Linked DNA regions of Mus musculus: regions 1, 2, 4, 5 and 6 are each linked to region 3. A link is a contact called in public ChIA-PET, HiChIP or PLAC-seq and promoter capture Hi-C data. All regions are on one chromosome and are shown on one strand. Each heading gives the region's core, a stretch centred on a gene start, on an enhancer-like site or on the middle of the called end of the contact. The rest is flanking DNA. Distances are from core to core; before and after follow the strand shown.

The links. Promoter capture Hi-C pulls out the DNA fragments that hold promoters and counts their contacts. ChIA-PET counts read pairs in DNA pulled down with a chosen protein or histone mark. HiChIP or PLAC-seq counts read pairs in DNA pulled down with a chosen protein or histone mark.
Region 1: an H3K4me3 HiChIP or PLAC-seq map of embryonic stem cells shows a contact between it and region 3, with 9 times the contacts expected there. The contact joins the enhancer-like site here to the promoter of Atp6ap2 in region 3. A contact is called at or near these places in 2 of 39 promoter capture datasets (embryonic stem cells and liver), 2 of 484 Hi-C or Micro-C datasets (CD8 T cells and embryonic stem cells), 11 of 115 datasets of contacts at active chromatin or transcription factors (bone marrow-derived dendritic cells, effector CD8 T cells, embryonic stem cells and 4 more) and 3 of 9 other capture datasets (adipose tissue, embryonic stem cells and liver).
Region 2: a contact with region 3 is called in a promoter capture Hi-C map of erythroid cells, with 18 times the contacts expected there. The contact joins the promoter of Usp9x here to the promoter of Atp6ap2 in region 3. A contact is called at or near these places in 1 of 39 promoter capture datasets (erythroid cells), 3 of 484 Hi-C or Micro-C datasets (CD8 T cells, regulatory T cells and uterus), 4 of 115 datasets of contacts at active chromatin or transcription factors (effector CD8 T cells, extraembryonic endoderm stem cells, memory CD8 T cells and 1 more) and 1 of 9 other capture datasets (adipose tissue).
Region 4: a contact with region 3 is called in an H3K4me3 HiChIP or PLAC-seq map of forebrain, with 4 times the contacts expected there. The contact joins the enhancer-like site here to the promoter of Atp6ap2 in region 3. A contact is called at or near these places in 3 of 484 Hi-C or Micro-C datasets (CD4 T cells, cerebral cortex and uterus) and 4 of 115 datasets of contacts at active chromatin or transcription factors (astrocytes, forebrain, memory CD8 T cells and 1 more).
Region 5: a contact with region 3 is called in an RNA polymerase II ChIA-PET map of memory CD8 T cells, with 6 read pairs. The contact joins the promoter of 5730405O15Rik here to the promoter of Atp6ap2 in region 3. A contact is called at or near these places in 1 of 39 promoter capture datasets (erythroid cells) and 1 of 115 datasets of contacts at active chromatin or transcription factors (memory CD8 T cells).
Region 6: a contact with region 3 is called in an RNA polymerase II ChIA-PET map of memory CD8 T cells, with 13 read pairs. The contact joins the promoter of Bcor here to the promoter of Atp6ap2 in region 3. A contact is called at or near these places in 3 of 484 Hi-C or Micro-C datasets (CD4 T cells, bone marrow-derived macrophages and forebrain), 2 of 115 datasets of contacts at active chromatin or transcription factors (astrocytes and memory CD8 T cells) and 1 of 9 other capture datasets (liver).

What each region holds. Positions count from the first base shown.
Region 1 is chrX:12,856,413-12,859,529 of GRCm38.p6, reverse strand. No RefSeq gene overlaps it. Among named protein-coding and RNA genes, the nearest start is that of AA414768, 79 kb to the left of the region's middle. Within about 2 kb of position 1,404, at least 178 of the 459 cell types and tissues checked have an H3K27ac peak or open chromatin away from gene starts, as enhancers often do. A contact at or near this core is called in adipose tissue, bone marrow-derived dendritic cells, embryonic stem cells and 1 more, where this site is marked.
Region 2 is chrX:13,070,200-13,072,913 of GRCm38.p6, reverse strand. It overlaps Usp9x (ubiquitin specific peptidase 9, X chromosome), which reads right to left and starts at 1,416. Exons shown (of 45, transcript NM_009481.2): 1 at 1,181-1,416.
Region 3 is chrX:12,586,261-12,589,347 of GRCm38.p6, reverse strand. It overlaps Atp6ap2 (ATPase, H+ transporting, lysosomal accessory protein 2), which reads right to left and starts at 1,589. Exons shown (of 9, transcript NM_027439.4): 1 at 1,413-1,589. The coding sequence starts at 1,452.
Region 4 is chrX:12,150,345-12,153,131 of GRCm38.p6, reverse strand. It overlaps a transcript of Bcor not described here. Among named protein-coding and RNA genes, the nearest start is that of Gm46687, 59 kb to the right of the region's middle. Within about 2 kb of position 1,306, at least 84 of the 459 cell types and tissues checked have an H3K27ac peak or open chromatin away from gene starts, as enhancers often do. A contact at or near this core is called in cerebral cortex, forebrain and memory CD8 T cells, where this site is marked.
Region 5 is chrX:13,040,664-13,043,621 of GRCm38.p6, reverse strand. 5730405O15Rik (RIKEN cDNA 5730405O15 gene) reads right to left here and starts at 1,607. Exons shown (of 3, transcript NR_038158.1): 1 at 1,513-1,607; 2 at 1-65.
Region 6 is chrX:12,079,289-12,082,001 of GRCm38.p6, reverse strand. It overlaps Bcor (BCL6 interacting corepressor), which reads left to right and starts at 1,449. Exons shown (of 15, transcript NM_029510.3): 1 at 1,449-2,184.

The DNA of each region.
Region 1 (3,117 bases), core at 155-2,654, 270 kb before region 3:
CTCCTCGACCCTTCCCCACCCCCACCACCACCATGTGCTCATGGCCTGCCTCTCCTCCTCTCCTCTCCTCTCTCTACCTTTCTCTGCCTCTACTACCTTCTTAACTCCCCTCCCCATGCCCTGAATAAACTCTATTCTATTCTATTCTATACTGTTCTGTGGCTGGTCCCTCAAAGGGAAGGCATGCCTCAGCATGGGCCTGCTGAGACATTCCCTTCCCCCACACCTCACCACACATCCAAAGAACATAATCTCTTCTCTCTTTATCTTTTTATTAACACATCACAGTTGACCTGGTTCAATGCCCAGCACCTACATGGCAGCTTAATTCTAGTTCCAGGAGATCCAATGCCCTCTTCTGTCCTCCACAGGCACCAGCCACACATGTGCATGGGCATACATGCAGGCAAAACACCCAAACACATATTAAATAAATATAAGTAATTGCCAGGTATTTGGTTGTTTTTTTTAAAATTACACAGTGTGTACATGTGCTTGTTCAAAGACAGTTGTTATGCATTGTACCAGCTTTGTGGGAAAACCCGCATCCATTCTCCTCACACAGCTGGTATCTGAAGGCAGAGAACAAGGGTCATCTATGTACTATACACTTACCGACTCACTGTTTTATCAGAGGATGTTAAGTAATTACAGATTTCAGCATAGACTCAAAGATTCTCTTCATCTGGGAACTTCTCTTATCACTTGTATTCAAAGGTTAAATATAGAAGAAGGAATAAAAAAAAAAGACTCCAGACATTATGTAGTCACTGTCTGGAACTGGCAGGCATTATATTTCAACAGGATATTATCACTAAGGCGAAGAGAAATGATTCTTACTGGGTAGGAAATGATTGCACAGAGCAGTGTTGTTCAAGCAATCAGAGATCACGTCATGTGGTGAATGAAGGGTTTGCAATTCTATTGTTCATTTAAAATGGGCTGCTGGGAGAAAAAAGGCTGAAAAGAGCTTAGGGAGCAATGTCACACAGCTCCCCACCCCACCCCCACCCTGCTCTCCGCCCAGAAAATTCTGGAGTTCTAAAGTACCTGCTCTGACATCAGCCATCAGCAACCTTGGCTCTTTGAATTCCTTGCGTTTAGCTTGCACTCCCACCCGGTTCCCGTGTGGCGTTCATAGGGAACTGAAAGGGACCACGGGGTGTCTTTCCAAAGGTTTGTTAGGAAATCTGTCTTAGTTTCAGAACAGATTTTCTTCAGTTCTCTCACTGACTTCTGTTCTCAAGCAGGCCACTTGAGCGCATGTCACCCTTAGGAAATGAGCGTTTGCTACGGGATGACAGTAAAGAGTCGGTTCCTGGCAATCTCTAGCTGAGGTGCCATCTTGGAGCAACGCAGTCTTCCCCCCTCCCTTCCCTCCTTGCCTCTGCATGCAGGAGAAGAAAGAAAGTGGGAGGCACCCGGGAGGCTTTGAGCAGAGGTGGGGACTTCCCAGCACTAATAGAAAGAGGAAGGGAAAAGTGCCGGGGTGGCCCAGTAGTGAGACAGGGGGCAGAGCAGGAACATTGATCATATTAGCCGCCATCAGGAGGAAAGTCCCTGCCCGTGGGACACTGGCAACTGGAGTGGTAGTAGCTGAGGTACTGTTCAATGTACAGGTTGCTGGTTTAATGTTTTACTCCAGCCCACTGAAACCTAACCTTTTTCTTATTTTGAAACAAGCCTTCACCGGATCTCTCTCTCTCTCTCTCTCTCTCTCTCTCTCTCTCTCTCTCTCTCTCTCTCTCTCGCGCGCGCGCGCGCGCACACACACACACACACACACATACACACACAGGATACAATCACTGGGTCTGTCTGTCTGTCTCTGTCTGTCTCTGTCTCTTTCTCTCATACATACACACACATGGGATACAAAACAATACAGCAAACATCTGGCTTAAGATAGAAAGCAGGTCTGGGGGTGCTAGGCTTGGTGGTGCACACCTTTGGTACCAGCACTTAGGAGGCCAGGACAGCCAGGACTCCATGGAGAGGCTCTGTATCAAAAAGCAAACAAACAAACAATAACAAAAACACAAGAAAGGGAAATAGGGCTGCACTGCGGAGCACAGAGACTTGAGTTCAGACCCCCTCCCAGCCAGGCACAGTAACCCCTGTCTAATCCAAGAGCTCCACAGCAAGATGGGAAGCAGAGACCAGAGAATCCCCAGGAGATCTCAGGCCAGCTAGCCTGGTATAGCCTGGGGCAAACAGCAGACTTTGTCTCACATAATGTGGAAGATATGGATTGATACCCAAGATTGTTCTTGGACCTCCGTACATGCAGTGTAGTATCTGTGTGAGTACACTCACACATATGGACAGATATACACAGACACATACATCACATATATATAAACTCACAAAATATAATGATAAAATACAAGATAGAGAATGGCTTAGATAGTCAGAGGCAGCCTCTGTGTACCCTCAAGACAACCATAAGTTTTGAATAGTATTATAACTTCCATGTGGACTTTTATTGTTTTGTTACACATATATTTATTTTATCAATCTTAAATGTATTAGTCTACTTTGGATTACTAGAACAAGATACCTAAGGCTGGTTGTTTGTAAAAGGTTTATTTAGCTCATAGGTCTGGACATAGACTAACTAGTCAGGGAGCATGGCAGTAGCCACTGTAAGGCCCCCACTGGCTCCATCACAACCCAGCAGAGGGCAACATGTGGTCAGCTGCTACAAAAGGAGAAATTACAGAGTGGAACAGTAAACTGAAAATGACTTGGGGTCTGGCCTTGCTTTTTCAGGACAATTCATGCCTGCAGAGAACAAACTGACAGGCCATCACCCTGATCCTTTCTAAAGACAGTGCCCCTAATCAACTGCTAGGAGGCAGATCTAAAGGTTCAACCACCTCTTAGCATTGCGGCACTGGGACCCAAGCTTTCAACACATTATCACTTAAGAGACATACCACATACCACATCCAAACTACTGTATCATAGAAGTGATATCCCATTAGGAATCACTAGGGAAATGATTTCTAAGATTTTTGCATATTTTAATATTTTAAAAACACTAGCAATTCAGTATGGCCTTCTGAAATTTGCTTTTTCTCATCACACTCTTAAAAACTGTGAGCAAGTGCATTT
Region 2 (2,714 bases), core at 167-2,666, 480 kb before region 3:
CCAACTCGTCCGCGGGCCTGATAGCCAGGCGTCGCCGGGGCCTAGCGCTCCCGCTCCAAATCACTCCACCTCAGTAATGGCGTTCGGTGTCAAGTGGAACAGGCCGAGGGCGTCCGCCGCCGGGTTAAGGGGCGCGCGAACCAACCGTCCCCGCCCCCGCCCGCGCCGTGCCCGCGCCCCCGCGCGCTCCCGACCGACCTCCCGCGCGGGTGGAGGGGCGGCACGGCGCGCCGGAGTCTCCATCCTCCTCCTTCTCCTCCTCCTCCTCCTCTCCACTCCCGTCAGGCAGGGAAGGGGGAGGAAGGGGGAGGGCCGGAGCCGTCAGCCATTTTCCCTGCCAGTCCAAAACACACACGCACACACAGCGCCACGCTCACTCACGGACACGGACACACGCTCGCGGGACGCCGGCCGCGCGCACCACGGAGGCTCGCGCGCGCCCGCGACGGCCGGGGCTCGGGGCGACCCCCAACCCCGGCAGCCAGGCCCCCAAGGGAGGACCGCTTACGCACACACACCCCCTCGCGCCGTCCTCCCCAGCCCTCCAGCCAGCCGGAGGCCCTGGGCGCCGCCGGGCTCGGTACTCACCAAACACAACCCGGGAGTCTCCTACGAAGCGGGCCACGCGGAGGCGGGAGACGAGATGCAAAAGCTCGATCCCGGGACCGGGCCTAACCTGGGAGCATCCCAAGCCGGGGGCTGGCGAGGGACAAAAATATGAGAGGCTGCGGATGGCGGGCGGGCTCGCGACGCGCGACGCGTACCGACCAGGGGTCTGGCCCTCACCCTGGCCGCCCTAGGGCAGCGGTGACCACGGCCGCCGCCTCCCTCTCGGCCGGCCGCAGCCCTCTTCCCCCTTCTCCCCTCAGGCTCGGGCGCTGAGCTCAGACAAGCTCCGGGCGGTGCGTTTCTCCTGCGTCACCTCCTCCTGCTCCTCCTCCTGCAGCGGCAGTTTCACCTTCCCCTAGTCGCCGCCTCTGTCCCCCCACTCCAGGCCTGCTCGCTTAGCTACCGCTCCTGTCCTCACTCCCGTCACCCACCCCAAGCCCTGGGGCGGTAAAGGCGGCCGCCTCCCTGGAGGGCGAGGCGGCGGCGGCCGACTCCCGCGAGGCCTGGGAGCCGGTGCAGGCAGGGAGGGGGTTCGCTGGGACAGGGAGGAGGGCCCCAATGGGCCGTTTACCGAGAGCTTGCGGCTCCGCCACCGGCGGACTCTAGCTTCCGCAGCCTTGGGTACCACAGCCTCGTCAATATGGCGAACCCAACAAATCAAGAAAGAAAAGAAAAGACAGAAAGAAAAAGAAAGAAAACCCGCACGGCCGGTGGTGGTGGCGGTGGCGGTGGCAGTGTCGGAGGCGGCGGCGACGGCGGCAGCAACAGCAGCGGCAGCGCAGACTCCCACTAGTCTCAGCACCGCCCAAGGCTCAGCGCTTCTCCGCCCCCATCAGGGCCCTCCCCCTCCAAGCCCCGCCCTCAGCGCCCGGCCCGGCCCCTCCCCTTGCCCAGCCCCCCTCTGGGCCAGCTGCCCCCTCTCCCTGTCCACCTCAGGCTGTTGAGGGAAAGAAAGGAAGAGCGCTGTGGGCCACTAGGGGGCCCAGACAAGGCCCCGTCGCCTGGAACACTGCGAGCTGGGTGGGGGAGGGGAAGACAATGCTAGGGAAAGATCGTACCATCGCTTCCGGACGGCCACTGCAGGGGGTCATGCGAGGGAGCCAGAGACCCTTACAAACCGTAGGGGACCGAACCGAGAGCTGACGAAGGACTCGGACCACTCCAAAGAGGAGGGTGGAGTGGGGGGAAGGGAGAGATCCGGCATGCGGCCTGGGCAAAGGGACTGACTGTCGGGAATGGCAGGGATGTGGACAGGAAAGGGTTAATAAGCACGCAAGCTGCAGCCGCGTCGCTAGTTTGACTAGGGCTGCTTGTTTTTGTTCCATTGTGAACCATGGCCCCACCATCCAGTGCCCGGATGGTGACGTCACCGGCCTCCCCCTTTTCCGGGATGGTTCGGAGGATTGGTTGGGGAGTGGGGGGGGGGGGTGACGGAAAGACTAGATTCCTGGGTCCCGGTGCTAGGCGTTTGCACCCGCCTTGCTTGAGGGTCTCGACTGCGCAGCTGACCCATGTCACGTGACACGAGGATAGGACAAGCCACAGAGCAGTGGTGCCAGGTCCTGAGGGTTTGGCCACCTGCACCCAGCCGATAGGGGGAAGGTGTGGCTTGAACTCCAGAGCGGGGTCGCGGGGGGTGGGGGGAGCTGCTTCCCACTCCACTTTGAGGGAGGCGCTTTAAGCAGCTCATTCACACGATCCTGCAGCATCAGTACCTAAAAGCATTTCGTCAGTCTTAAAGGCATAGTGACTGGGACTGAGAACATTTTGGACACCGGAATCCTTACAACAGTAAAGACAAAAAATTATACACCGTCCTAGACACCTTAGCTACTCAGTAATACTAAATGTAGCAAAATGAACTTCTATTGCCATATCATCAACACCATTCAGTGTGAGAACCTGGGAGGGACTTATGAACCCATCCGCTATGTCAGGGACTATTTTCTGCATATTGAGACTCCGAACTATAAGCTGCGGAGGAAGAACTTAACAGAGCAATCTCAAACGTTGTAGGTTTGAAACGATTCTATAATTTACCTAAAATTCACAAATGAAGAGAAAATGAATACAATTACTGATCGATATTTCATTTTGACTTAAAA
Region 3 (3,087 bases), core at 340-2,839:
AAAATCCCCAAAGTATCTTGATTAAATCAGAATGGCCTTTCCAGAACCAACAACAATGAAGGAGACCCTAACACTTTGGAGGCCTGAAATATATGTTAACTATTAACACAGAGGGCTGGGCACCTCCAGGGCAGAGAAGAGGTTTGGTGCTCAAAACCATTACTAGGTCTTTTTCACTTCAACTGCCATTCCAAAAGTAGGACCAGCATCTCACACAGCACAGGCACAAGGTATCTCTTTGACACAAAACACCCATTCCTCCCCAAGGTGCTCTCCAGTTGATTTTTTTTTTTTTGAGACAGGGTTTCTCTGTGTAGCCCTGGCTGTCCTGGAACTCACTCTGTAGACCAGGCTGGCCTCGAACTCAAGAGATCCACCTGCTTCTGCCTCCCAAGTATTGGGATTAAAAGCATGCACCGCCATGCCTGGCTTCACTTGACTTATTGTATCTTATTGTCTGCAAGCTCAGCGTCTGTCCCACTACTCCCACGTTGCCACACAGCACTCCCTGTGCCACACACACAGAGTGGAAAGGCATCCATCCCCTTCTTGGAAGTCAACTGATCTGTCTGTCTTCAAACCCAGCTTTGATACATATTCCCCTTGTCATGCCCAGCTTTGATACATATTCCCCTTGTCATACCCAGCTTGATTCATACTCTGCAAAATGGGAATACTTTCTTCTAAGGATTACTGTAAACGAAATGCATTACTACATGATACTCAAGCCACAGGCCAAATATTAGCTCATTTCCATTCTTCTTATTCCATGTTAGAGAGCCTAGGTAGGTTCCACTAAGAAAGCTACCATTTATTTGACATGTGATCCTAAAAGCATGACTCATACCCTGCTCTCCAAATCCTTCAAATTGGGAACTGAAATCAATACTAAGAAATTGCGATCATCTTAAGAAATAATCATTATTTAAAAAACGATGACTCAACTTCACATCCTGATATGTATATATGAGGGAGGTAAGGGTTCACCCGTTGTCAATAACAACCATTAGAAATGAAGGTGGAAAAAAGACAGCAGCTAAAAAGCGGCAGCTAAATTGTTAGCTAACCTTTCCTTGGTAGTGGGTTGTGGTTCAACGGTGTATTAAGAAATGCAAACCCATCCTCCAAAGGGCCTTGAACAGGGAAGGAGTGATCAGACAAATGGGAGGACTGGGTCCTAAGCGGCTACGCGCCTTTACCCCCAAAGGCTGATGTCAGCTCCGGAGTCCCCCCAGGTGGCCCTGCTCGTCTCCAGAGACCACAAGGCCGCTCCGCCCGAGCCAGATCAAGGTCCAGAACCCCGAAGAGGGCCGCCAAGCCCAGACCGCCCCCACTGCGGCCCCCGCCAGCAGCCGCTCCCTCCCAGGGTCCCCGCGCCCCCTAGCTTCCCGCAGTGCTTCCCAGCTACTCACCCGCCACCAGAAAGAACAGGAGAACGACCAGCACAGCCATGGTGCCACGGTTGCTGAAGCGGAGATGAGCCACACGAAAAGGGACGCCGGGACTCAAGCGAGCACTGCAGCTCGACCGAGTGACGCGCTCCCGACGGTTCCGATCCCCAAGCCCCTCCCCTTTAGCCGCTCCAAGACAAGGTCTCAGCCAATCGCCAACTACGCCGCTACACGAGCGAGACGTAGCCTGGTCGACGTCAGCAATTGGGGCGGAGGCGAACGTGATGAATGGCATGCTCTGCCAATAGGAGTCAAGAGTTTTAAGAACAGGGCGGTTCTGTCCCGCCGGCCCACAACGACCGGTCACGAGATGAAGGGTAGGGCCCGCGGTTAGAGCAGGTGGCCCCACTGGTTGCAGGTTCTCGAAAGCCCACAGTGAGGCTTACTCCCGGGTGTGGACTCTTTGTCCAACCTCCGGTGACGATTTTCAACCCAGGCTTCGGTCTTTCCCGGTCTTGCACCTCCCGCCCGCTGCGACTGACAGATGGAAAGCGCTGGGCTAGCTCAGGTTTTGCTCTCTGGAGTACACAGACGCTGAGTACCTGAGGGAAGGAAGCCTGGCGCCTAGGGGAACCCCTGTCCATCTAGAAGAGATGCTACTTAAAATATAGGACTCCCGCTTGAATCTGAGTTGCAAAGAGTGATTTTTAGTGTGTCTAAAATATTTGTTTTACTTATTTTTATATATACGAAGTATCCATTGTCTGAAAGTGAAATATAACAGGGTATCCTGTTTTTTGATTTACTGTATTGAACAACTCTGCCTCCAAACACTGCGTACACAAGGAGTGATCCGATAGAATATTAATTATTTCGTTCTGAAATAATTAATATTTTCTAATCTGAATAAGGAGTTCAGGGAGGCTATGTGACGGCTAGACACACTAATTAGACCAAAATCATCCCTTGGCTCATAGCCTCTTACCTATGATGTAAGGCAAGAAGTGACATTGCCCATAATCTGTGGTTAGAAAACAACTTCTCAGTTGATGACCTTGAAAGATGAATATGATTTTAATATGTAAGTGGAGGATGTGGAAAGTGTAAAGAAAGAGTATAGCATATATGGTAGGGAAATGCCTCTTCCGATGAACTTTTAAATGTTTAGTTGGACAAAAGAGATTTTATAGGATAGAAGGATAGAGCTAAAATTTTAGTTCCTTCCTTCCTTCCTTCCTTCCTTCCTTCCTTCCTTCCTTCCTTTATCGTTTGGGGATGGAACTCCAGATCTGTGCACAATCTAGGCAAGTGCTCTACCACTGAGCCATACCTCAGGAAAATAATTTCTTTTAAAAGACCTTGACTTGTACACAGAAGAACTACAATTCATTAAGTACAAGTGGAGGAACCATTGGAAATGGCTGGACAGTGTTCAGTACACAGACGTAAGATAGGTGCCCTTGAGGGGAGATGGCTGTTTTATTCTTGGAACTGACTACGGGAGAACAAAGCGTTGCAGCACCTCCAGCAGTTAGTTCTCCAGGTGAAACTTAGCCAGCCCCAGAACTGGAATCAACCCCTGCCCCCTTACTCAGAAGGCAGTTTCTAGAAATCGCTATGTTTACCAAAGCCACTCAATTTATAAAGCATTCTGGACTTCCTCACTCAACCTCAGAAAGCTCTTAACTCTCAATTT
Region 4 (2,787 bases), core at 57-2,556, 440 kb after region 3:
GAACTGGGTTTCCCAGATGGGGCACTGATTTGAGGTCTCATTAGACTCTCTTAGGCAGTCAAAGATCTGCTTGCATCGCCGCTCGAACTCACGTCCTGCCTGTGATTCAGAAGTGTGTTTAAAATGGTTACACACACACACACCCTTAGTTTCTCAGGCCTGTCAATTTTGCACGTAGTAGGCCTCCAAAAATATTAGCAATGTACGATAGAAACTAAAGTGAATCTCTGGGCCTGGAAGACAGACTGATACACAGCCTCGTCCTGGGAAGACTATTGGGGTGCCCAGATCTTCCCTTGGGCCGCTGCAGCCTGCGTTCATCTTCGGCCTCCGCGGGCCAGGGCGGGCGGGGTAGGCCAGAAGGCACTAAGCGCCTGGAGCCTGCACGATGATAAATATTGCGCAGACAGCCCATAAATAATTTGCATTATGTTCAGCTGACAACGCAGGGCGATTAATTTTAATAGCTACATATTTGCCTGGGCTGCTGCTTTCGTAGGCCCGGTAATGAAAGGCGAGAGGCCGCCCTGGCTCCGTGCTCATGGTCCCGGAAGGCAGCCGGGAGGAATGGGAAGAAGGCCCGATGCGGTTTCTCCTCCAGGCAGTCCCCAGGGATCCCGGGTTCCTGCCCCTCTCCCCCCCCCCCCACCCCGGCCCTCTCCTCAGTGTAGAAGTGGGGTGCGTGTGAAGCCCAAGTAACCCCGAGGCCTCAAGCAACAGGAGCCACCATAATGACGCTGCAATTTGTCTGGGTTGGGATAGCCACTTGTGGAAGGGAGATCCTGCGGGGGGCGGGGGGACATGCTCTCCACCCAGACCAAACCCCGAGTGAATTCAGGGGTGTAGGGGGTCACAGTCCGCTTTGGTCCTGGGGAAGTGCTGGTATTTTCCAATGCGCCTGCCTATTTGCCAGTAGATCTTTAGCTTGGCGAGGGCTTTGCCGACCTCAGGGCAGGAGCAAGGGGCAAAACAAAGCCGTGGGGTCCGCGTATCCTGACCTCTTTTTGGGTTCAGAGTCCTCTCTGCCCATCCCGCACCCGGAGGGAACCCCCACCCCCATATTACTGGCCGCAAAGGCCCATGGAAAGGATGGAAAGAAAGGGTCCCGAGCAGCTCTTTAAAAGAGGGGGCGGGGAGGAGAACGCGGTGAGCCAGGCCACAACAGGGCAGCCGCCGCAGTCCCGCGGTGGCCCGGTGCGTGCGTGTGCGTGTCGATGTGTGCGTGTCGATGACAAAGCCCCGCTGCCGTCAGCAAGCTCCCGGCTGCTCGAGCGTGGGTGGGGGAGGGGAAGAGAAAGTAGTAGGGGGTGGAACCCTCGCTCACGTAGGTAGCTGAAGCTTCTCTGGAGAAAGAGTTCATTCATGAGCCACAGGAGTCTCCCCGGCCCGGCCAGGTGGAGCTGGCTAAAGCTAGCACCTGTTTTATTTATTTGCCTTTTTGGAAACAAGCAAGTGCATCGATCATTACCATATTTTAATTGCCTTTCTCAAAGGTCATCTCTAATTATGGGTTACGAGAAGGGCTGGCTAAGGGGTCTGCAACCCCTGTGTGTGTGTGTGTGTGTGTGTGTGTGTGTGTGTCCTCTGAGACAATGCTCCTAGCTCAGATCGAAATGCCATTCCGAGGGTGTCCGCGAGCGCCTGCAAGACTGTCACGACGTGCTGGATCCACGCAGACCCTGCTGCGTGCACAATAAAAGCCGAGCAGGCGGCAGAGGGCCGTGCAGACCCACGGGTTTTCTTTTTAGAAACGGTGGTGCGAAGAGACTTGACAATAATAACACGCAGCAGGATTAAACCAGGGCGGGAAGAAGAAAATGCATTTTCGTTTCTAGGACTGAGAGGGTGTTTAACCCATCCGATCCCCCAAGAGCTTTTTTTATGCACACACAGAGACAGGTGCGGGACACACGGTGGCTTGGGACAACCTATTTTTCATATTAATCTCGTCCCTTCTTTAAGAATGGTTGTTCATTACAGTGTGAGCGAACGTTTGTAATGTTTATTCTTTTGTTTTATGGAAAATTATACCAGACTAGCTGAAAAGAAAAAAAACCGGTTGAGGTGAGGTTTTTTTTTTTTTTTTTCTTTTCAAAAGTGCGTTTTTAGGATGCTTCCTCCTCGCCCCCTTCATTTTAAATCATTTTCAGAAACTCTTGAGGCAAAAGGCTGTACTCAGAGGGAGCAGGGCAGAGGGGGTCTCAGGTTCTTGGGACAGGATTGAAGCGGGTAGAAATCAGGAAAGAGCTGTTGGGTAGAGGTGGGCACCCGCCACCCCAGCTTGGCTTTCTCAGAAGAGCCTGGCATTTGTGAGTCACCAGCCTGTTTCTGGGAATGCCGCTTGCTAGAGCCAGGGCCTGGGTCAGGCGTCTTGGAGAGTCGGAGGGTCTTGACTGCCTCTGCTTCCTGCCTGCCCCCACACCTGGCCTCCTGGCCTCACCAGCAGCCAGCTCTGCTGGGAGGAGGAAGGCAGAGCCAGATGACTGGTCCAAAGCCCCAGAGACCGCCTGGCTTTCTCCTCCCCTGTAATCATAACCAGATGCACTTAAACGCCTTTCATCAGAGGAAGCCCAAAGCCCTTTAACAGGCAGCAATGAAAACCTTGCAAGGGCCTCTCAGCATGTGTGCCGGGGGGCCCCTGAGCCCATTTCTCAACCAAGTCAGCCTGAGGTTGCCAGAGTCTAAGCTTTCTTCTCCTGTACCTCGGACCTCGGAGGCCTAATAAGTTACCCAATCAGGTCAGTTGGGGGGGGGGGTGAGGAGGCCAGGGCTGCTGTTAGGTGTGTG
Region 5 (2,958 bases), core at 358-2,857, 450 kb before region 3:
GACACACCATGTCTTAAAATGTAAGGTGGAAAATGATTGAGAAACACTCCGTGCTAACCTCCAACCTGTATACAGAAAGGGAAAAGGAGAGAAAAATATTAAACATGTGCCTATTTTATGATCCAGCCATTTTATTCCTATGTATTTGGCCACAAGCAAAGAAAGCATATATCTACATGAAAGAGTTGAATATGAATGTTCAGAGTCACTTTATTTATAACAGCCCCAAATTGGGAAGAACTGGAATGTCCATCAACAAATGAAAGGATAGCCATGTTGTCATACAGCCATACAGGGCAATCTTTAAAAAGGGAGAAAAACTATCTATAGGTATAGTAATATGGATGAATTGCAAGTGAGTTATCATGTGTGAAAGAAGCCAGTCAATAATTATTACTACAAAATTCTAAACAAATTTATTTTGTGATAAGAAGTAGATCAGTAACATGGGTGTGATATGGCAAGCCTGTAATCCCAGCACCTAGGAGGCTGAACCCTGAAGACAGAGAGTTGGAGGCCAGCCTGGGCTACCAGGCAAGAGCTTGAGCCAAAAAAAAAAAAAAAAAAAAGAAAGAAAGAAAAAAGAAAAAAGAAAAAAAAGCCTGAGCCCTGGTTGCCTGGGGTGAGGATAAGGGAGGAATTTGAAAGGAAAATTAGGAAATTTTTGTGGTGATAGATTTGGTCACAGTTTCGGTTGTGGCGATGCTGTAGTGGTGCGTGCGTGCATGTGTGTTCTATGCAATCATATATTTTAAATATATACACATCCTTATAAAGTAATCGCACCTCAGTAAAACCATAGAAACTCCCAGAACTGACTTTATTGTCCTTCCCCTGAAACAGTGCTTCTTTCCTCTTACATGCTATTGAAAGCAGGGAAACAACATGGTTGGCAGGGATATATCTTTTCAAAATTTTTTTAAAGACAAAAAAAAATGAAATAAAATAAAATAAAAAACCAACCAAGAACCTGATTTTCTAAAATGTCTTCCTATTGACCTATTCATTTATGGATTCCCATTCAGTTGAAAAGGCCTACCAAGCCCGCACACATCCTTTCATGGTTGTGATGACGTATGAAAAAAAATACTGTTAGGCCCTGGGCTTCTAGAAAAATGGAGTAAAATGCACTTTCCCCAGTACCACTAAGAACACCCAAAATGCCTAATTTCGATATAAAATAAGGTGGAGGTGAAAAGCAGAGCTATTGAGGGCTACCGGACCTGATGAACACATGACCGTGGGTTTCCATACCTTCCAAACTGGTTTTGGAGAAGCCAGCACCCCAGAAAGAGCAGGCACAGAGAGAGAAATGAAAAACAAAATAAACAAAAATCCCACCCTGCAAGAAAAGTCTGATTTTTCTATCTAGACAGAAAACTTCTGCACAATGACAGCTCCATTTCAGCCAAACACTACAAGGGGGTAAAAAAATCTCAAAAGTCTGTGTGGCCCCACCCTTAAGCAGGAAAAGCTCGAGCCTTCTAACAGTAAAGAGACATTCCCACACACCCCTTGCCTCAGGGAGATAGCAGGGAAGGCAGGAGTCCCAGCGCTGTGGCCTGCGGGGAGGCTAGGGCGCCTCCCATTCCTTGGCTCTGCTGAAACAGCCCGGACTTTCCCCTCCTCCAAGAAGATCCGAGGCGTCCCGCCCCCTCCGCCGACGTCACCCAGCCAGGGGTCTGAACTTTCACCCCCCTTGCAGCGCTGACGAGTTCCTAGCTACCGCCAGATTACTGGAGGCAATGTGGAGGCGCCACAGAGCGCAAGGCGACTGGCGGTTAGCGGCCTAGAATGGAGCCAGCATCCTGTCCCACCCCGCCCTGCCCCGCCAGCCCCGCCCCGCCAGGCAGTCACACGTAGTCCAGGAGCGCAGGCGCAGGTGCGAGCGTGCGCGTGCGCACACGTCAGCAAACGCGGCTCTCGGAATCTGGAACTTAACCCTTCCTTGCCTGTAGCTGGTTAGTTTGAGCTGCGTAGGAGAGACTTGCTGAAACATAGTATTTAACTAATATAACGTCAGTTTTTGAAACATACTCTCCATACTGAGAATCGGGGAATTCTCAGCTTGAGTGGGAAACGACAATTCACTAAGGTGACAGGATTGTTAGAATCAACTGGCAAGGATTTAAAAACAGCTGTCATTTGTAGCCCTTTTTTGTAAGCATGTTTGTTTGAAACAAATGGGGAGGAAAGTCTCAAAACTCAAAATTTTTTGAACTGAAAATTACAATAGCTTACAGGCAAAAAAAAAAATTAGACTCAATAGCAGAATCTAAAAGTCTAGGGGGAAAATCAGAATTGATCCGATTAGAATAGAATTTACTCTATTTAAGCAAGGAAAGAAAGTAGACTGGAAAAAAAGAATAGCCCTTCAGGGACATGGAAGATAATATATTAAAAATCTAAGTTTTTGATCATAAGAGTTTCAAGAGAGAAAGATGAAATTAAAGTAGTAATCAAAGAATGAATGCCTAAAATGTTCTGAAATTTGCCCAAAAGGCATAAACATATAGATGCAGAATATGTGTGTCTGTTGTTTTTTGGGACATAGTTTTTCTGTAGCTCTGGCTGTCCTGGAACTCGCTCTTGTTTGTAGACCAGGCTGGCCTCGAACTCACAGAAATCCAGCCTGCCTCCGCCTCAAGTGCGGGGATTGAACATATTCACCACCACTGTAGGGCAAACCTGAGAAATTTTTAAGCAGGATAAACAACAACAAAAACCTGTGGTTTATCAGAGCCAAGCTTCTGAAAGTTAATAGAAACTAACCTAAGCACCCAGAGGAAAACATGTTCTCTAAAGAGAAAAAATAGGAGAAAGCAAAAACAGTGGAAGAAAACTGCCATGTTTCTCAAGTGCTGAAGAGAAATTTAGTCAGGCATGGTGGGTCTCATATGCCACACTTAACAGTCTGAGAGAGGAGGGACCCTGGGTTTGATTTCCCAGCGTAGCAAA
Region 6 (2,713 bases), core at 200-2,699, 510 kb after region 3:
CGAATGGGGTAACCTTTTGGCCTCGGTGTCAGGGCTCCCAGCCTGTGTGCCTTGACTTCCCTTCCCGCCAGCTTTTCAAACTGGAGCGGTGTTCGTCCTTGAGGCTCTGCATTCCGGGGAGGCCTGAACCTCGCTTCTCGGCTTCCCCCTTTCGCTTGCCTGCCCTTCCCCGCCCCCCATCCCCCCCTGGCGCCCAGAGCTGCTCCTGGTGCGTAGGAGAAGCTCGATACGTGTCAATTGGATTGAACTGCTGCGGGCGCAGGCTGTACACTGCCGCCGAGCCTTGATCTGCACGACGTTACCGAGTGAAAATTTATGGGCTGAACGGTGAAGCCAAAAGTTGTTCCCGGCCAAGTAAAATAAAACGCGGGAGATACTCTCACGAGGCCGAGGTGAGAGACGAGGGCAGACCTTCCAGCCATCGGAGGTCCGGACTGTGAAATGCTTAAGAACTGGGAGAAACTCAGGCTCATCCCAGGTCCCTTTATGGTCCTCCCACCCCCTTGTGTCCCCAAGAGCAGCCCCCCACCTCAACACAATTCCCACACAATTGAAATGTCCGGGGAGCAAGGGCGCGGAACTGCCACTGTTGCGGGTGGTGGTGTTTTCACGTAGCTCTTAGCGCCTTAAGGGGAAGTAGCTCCTCTGGGAAGAAGGGGCGAGGTGCGGTGGGGGTGGACGCCCACGCGCACTCAGGCTCTGCTGGGCTGGCTCTCGGAGGGGACGCTAGGCCGGGAGAGCGCAGCGCTGGTGGCGAGAGGAGGCAGTGGCGCCTGCCGCTGGGGTTTGACAGCTTTGGCTGAGAGGAGTGCGAGGCGCTTTATGGTAATTGCGGTCCTCCACTGGCCTTCTGGGTAGCAAGGGGAGTCTCGGCGCGCGGCAGGGAAAGCCTCCCCCGCCGCCCCGCCGCCCCGCCGCCCCCCATTCTTGGGGCTGGGGATTTGTTGGCCGACCTAGCCGTCGCCGCTGCGGAGTCGGTCTCCAATACCCTAGGACGTGAGCCCTGGCTGGGCGTGAATGCTAACTCGGCCGGAGCTGGGACGGAGAGGACAGAGGGCGGTAGAGTTGGGGGGGGGGTACGAGGACACGACCCGCCACCCAGGTGGTTTGGGGTTCAGATGTGGCGAGGCCCCAATGCACCCGGCTGGGAATCCGTGAGGGCCGGGGAAAGTCGGGCGAACCTTTCCTGGGGAATCACCCCCTCCCGAAACCCCACCGCGGAGGCGCCGCAGCGGAGGGTGAGCGGAGACTGGGGATCTCAAACTTGCGAGAGCTGGAGGCGGCGGCGGCGGCGGGCGGGCGGGCGGCTGTCGCTCGAGCGCTGCGCCTGAGGGGGGAGGGGAGGCGGCTGTTGGGAGGGAGGGAGGGAGGGCGGGCGGAGGGAGGGGGAGGAGGAAGAGGAGGGAACCTGGGAGGGGGGACGCGTTGGGATCGCGGCGTGCGGCAGCAGACGGAGCCTGAGCTCCCAGCGGCAAGGTGAGGCAGAGCTGCGCTCCGGGCCGAACGGCGACCGAGCTCTTCGGCCGAGGGGGAGACGCGCCGGAACCCAGAGCACGACCGAGAGCGGGAGCGAGGCGGGCGGCGGTGGCGGAGGGGGAGCACGCGAGCCGCCGGGCGGAGAGCCCGAGCCGCGCTGTCGCCGCGGAGGGACGACTTGGCCAACACACTCGCTCACACACACTCACACACACACCCAGCCCGAGCGGGCGCTCTCGGCGAACCGTCAACATGGCGCTGGGGCTCTTGCCCGAGCGCGGGCGGCAGCGGCGGCGCGGGAGCTGCTGAGGGTGACAGAGCTCGGGCCAGCTGCGGGAGGAGAGGATCGCGCGGGGCCGTCGCCACCTGCCCTGAAGCTCGCAGCCCGCCCCGCCCCGCCCCACCCCCACGCGGCCCAGAGCCCACCCCTCCGCCGGGCCGACCCCGAGGGCAGCAGAGCGGCTGCAGTCGGCGGCGAGCGAGCGCGGCGCTGGGAGTGGACTGCGGGCACCAGAGGAAGCCAAACTTTGCTGCTCGCTGCGCTTTCCCGGCCGGGCTCCTTCACGTAGCCGCCCTCTCCCGACCCCGCACACATTCACCCAGCCAGCCGCCCCCGGATCTTCCTCGCCGCCTGGACTCCGCTCCGGGGAAAACTTCAAAGCGCCGGATCGCAGGGCTCCCTGCCTACTTCCCGACTGGGGATTTCAGGTCAGTGCCCGGAACACCTTTCCCCGGGGGCCGCGGGCGGGCTGGCGCGCCGGGGACTGCAGCCGACCTCCTCCCTCCGAGGGTTTCTCCTCCGACTTCGGTAGACCCCCGTTGGGAGGCTTAGCTACCTTGCTCGCTTTCGGTTTTACATCAGAGCTGCAAGTTATTAAAAATGCAGCCAACCTAAGCGGCCCCCGCATGGGCACCAGGGAGGGAGGGACTCGACGGAGGACCTGCCGCCTCCCGAGGGGTTGGGAGGATCGGGAGTTGAACGAGTGGAAGTTTGCAGCCTCTGTGTGTCTGCGCGGGAGCGCGGTCGTCGCCGAGCGTCGGGAGTCAGGCGGGGGGGGGGGTGCTGGGCTGGAAGCTGGGAACCTCGTCTCGGCGTTACCTCGCTAGCAGGAAGGGGAGGGCGGCGGGTTCCCGTCTGCTTTCTTTTTCGACTCGGAAAAGAACTGTAAAAACCCCCAGCCGCCGCCGCTTCGTCTGGCCTCTCCTGGGGCCCGGCGGTGCCTCCGAGTGGAACGCC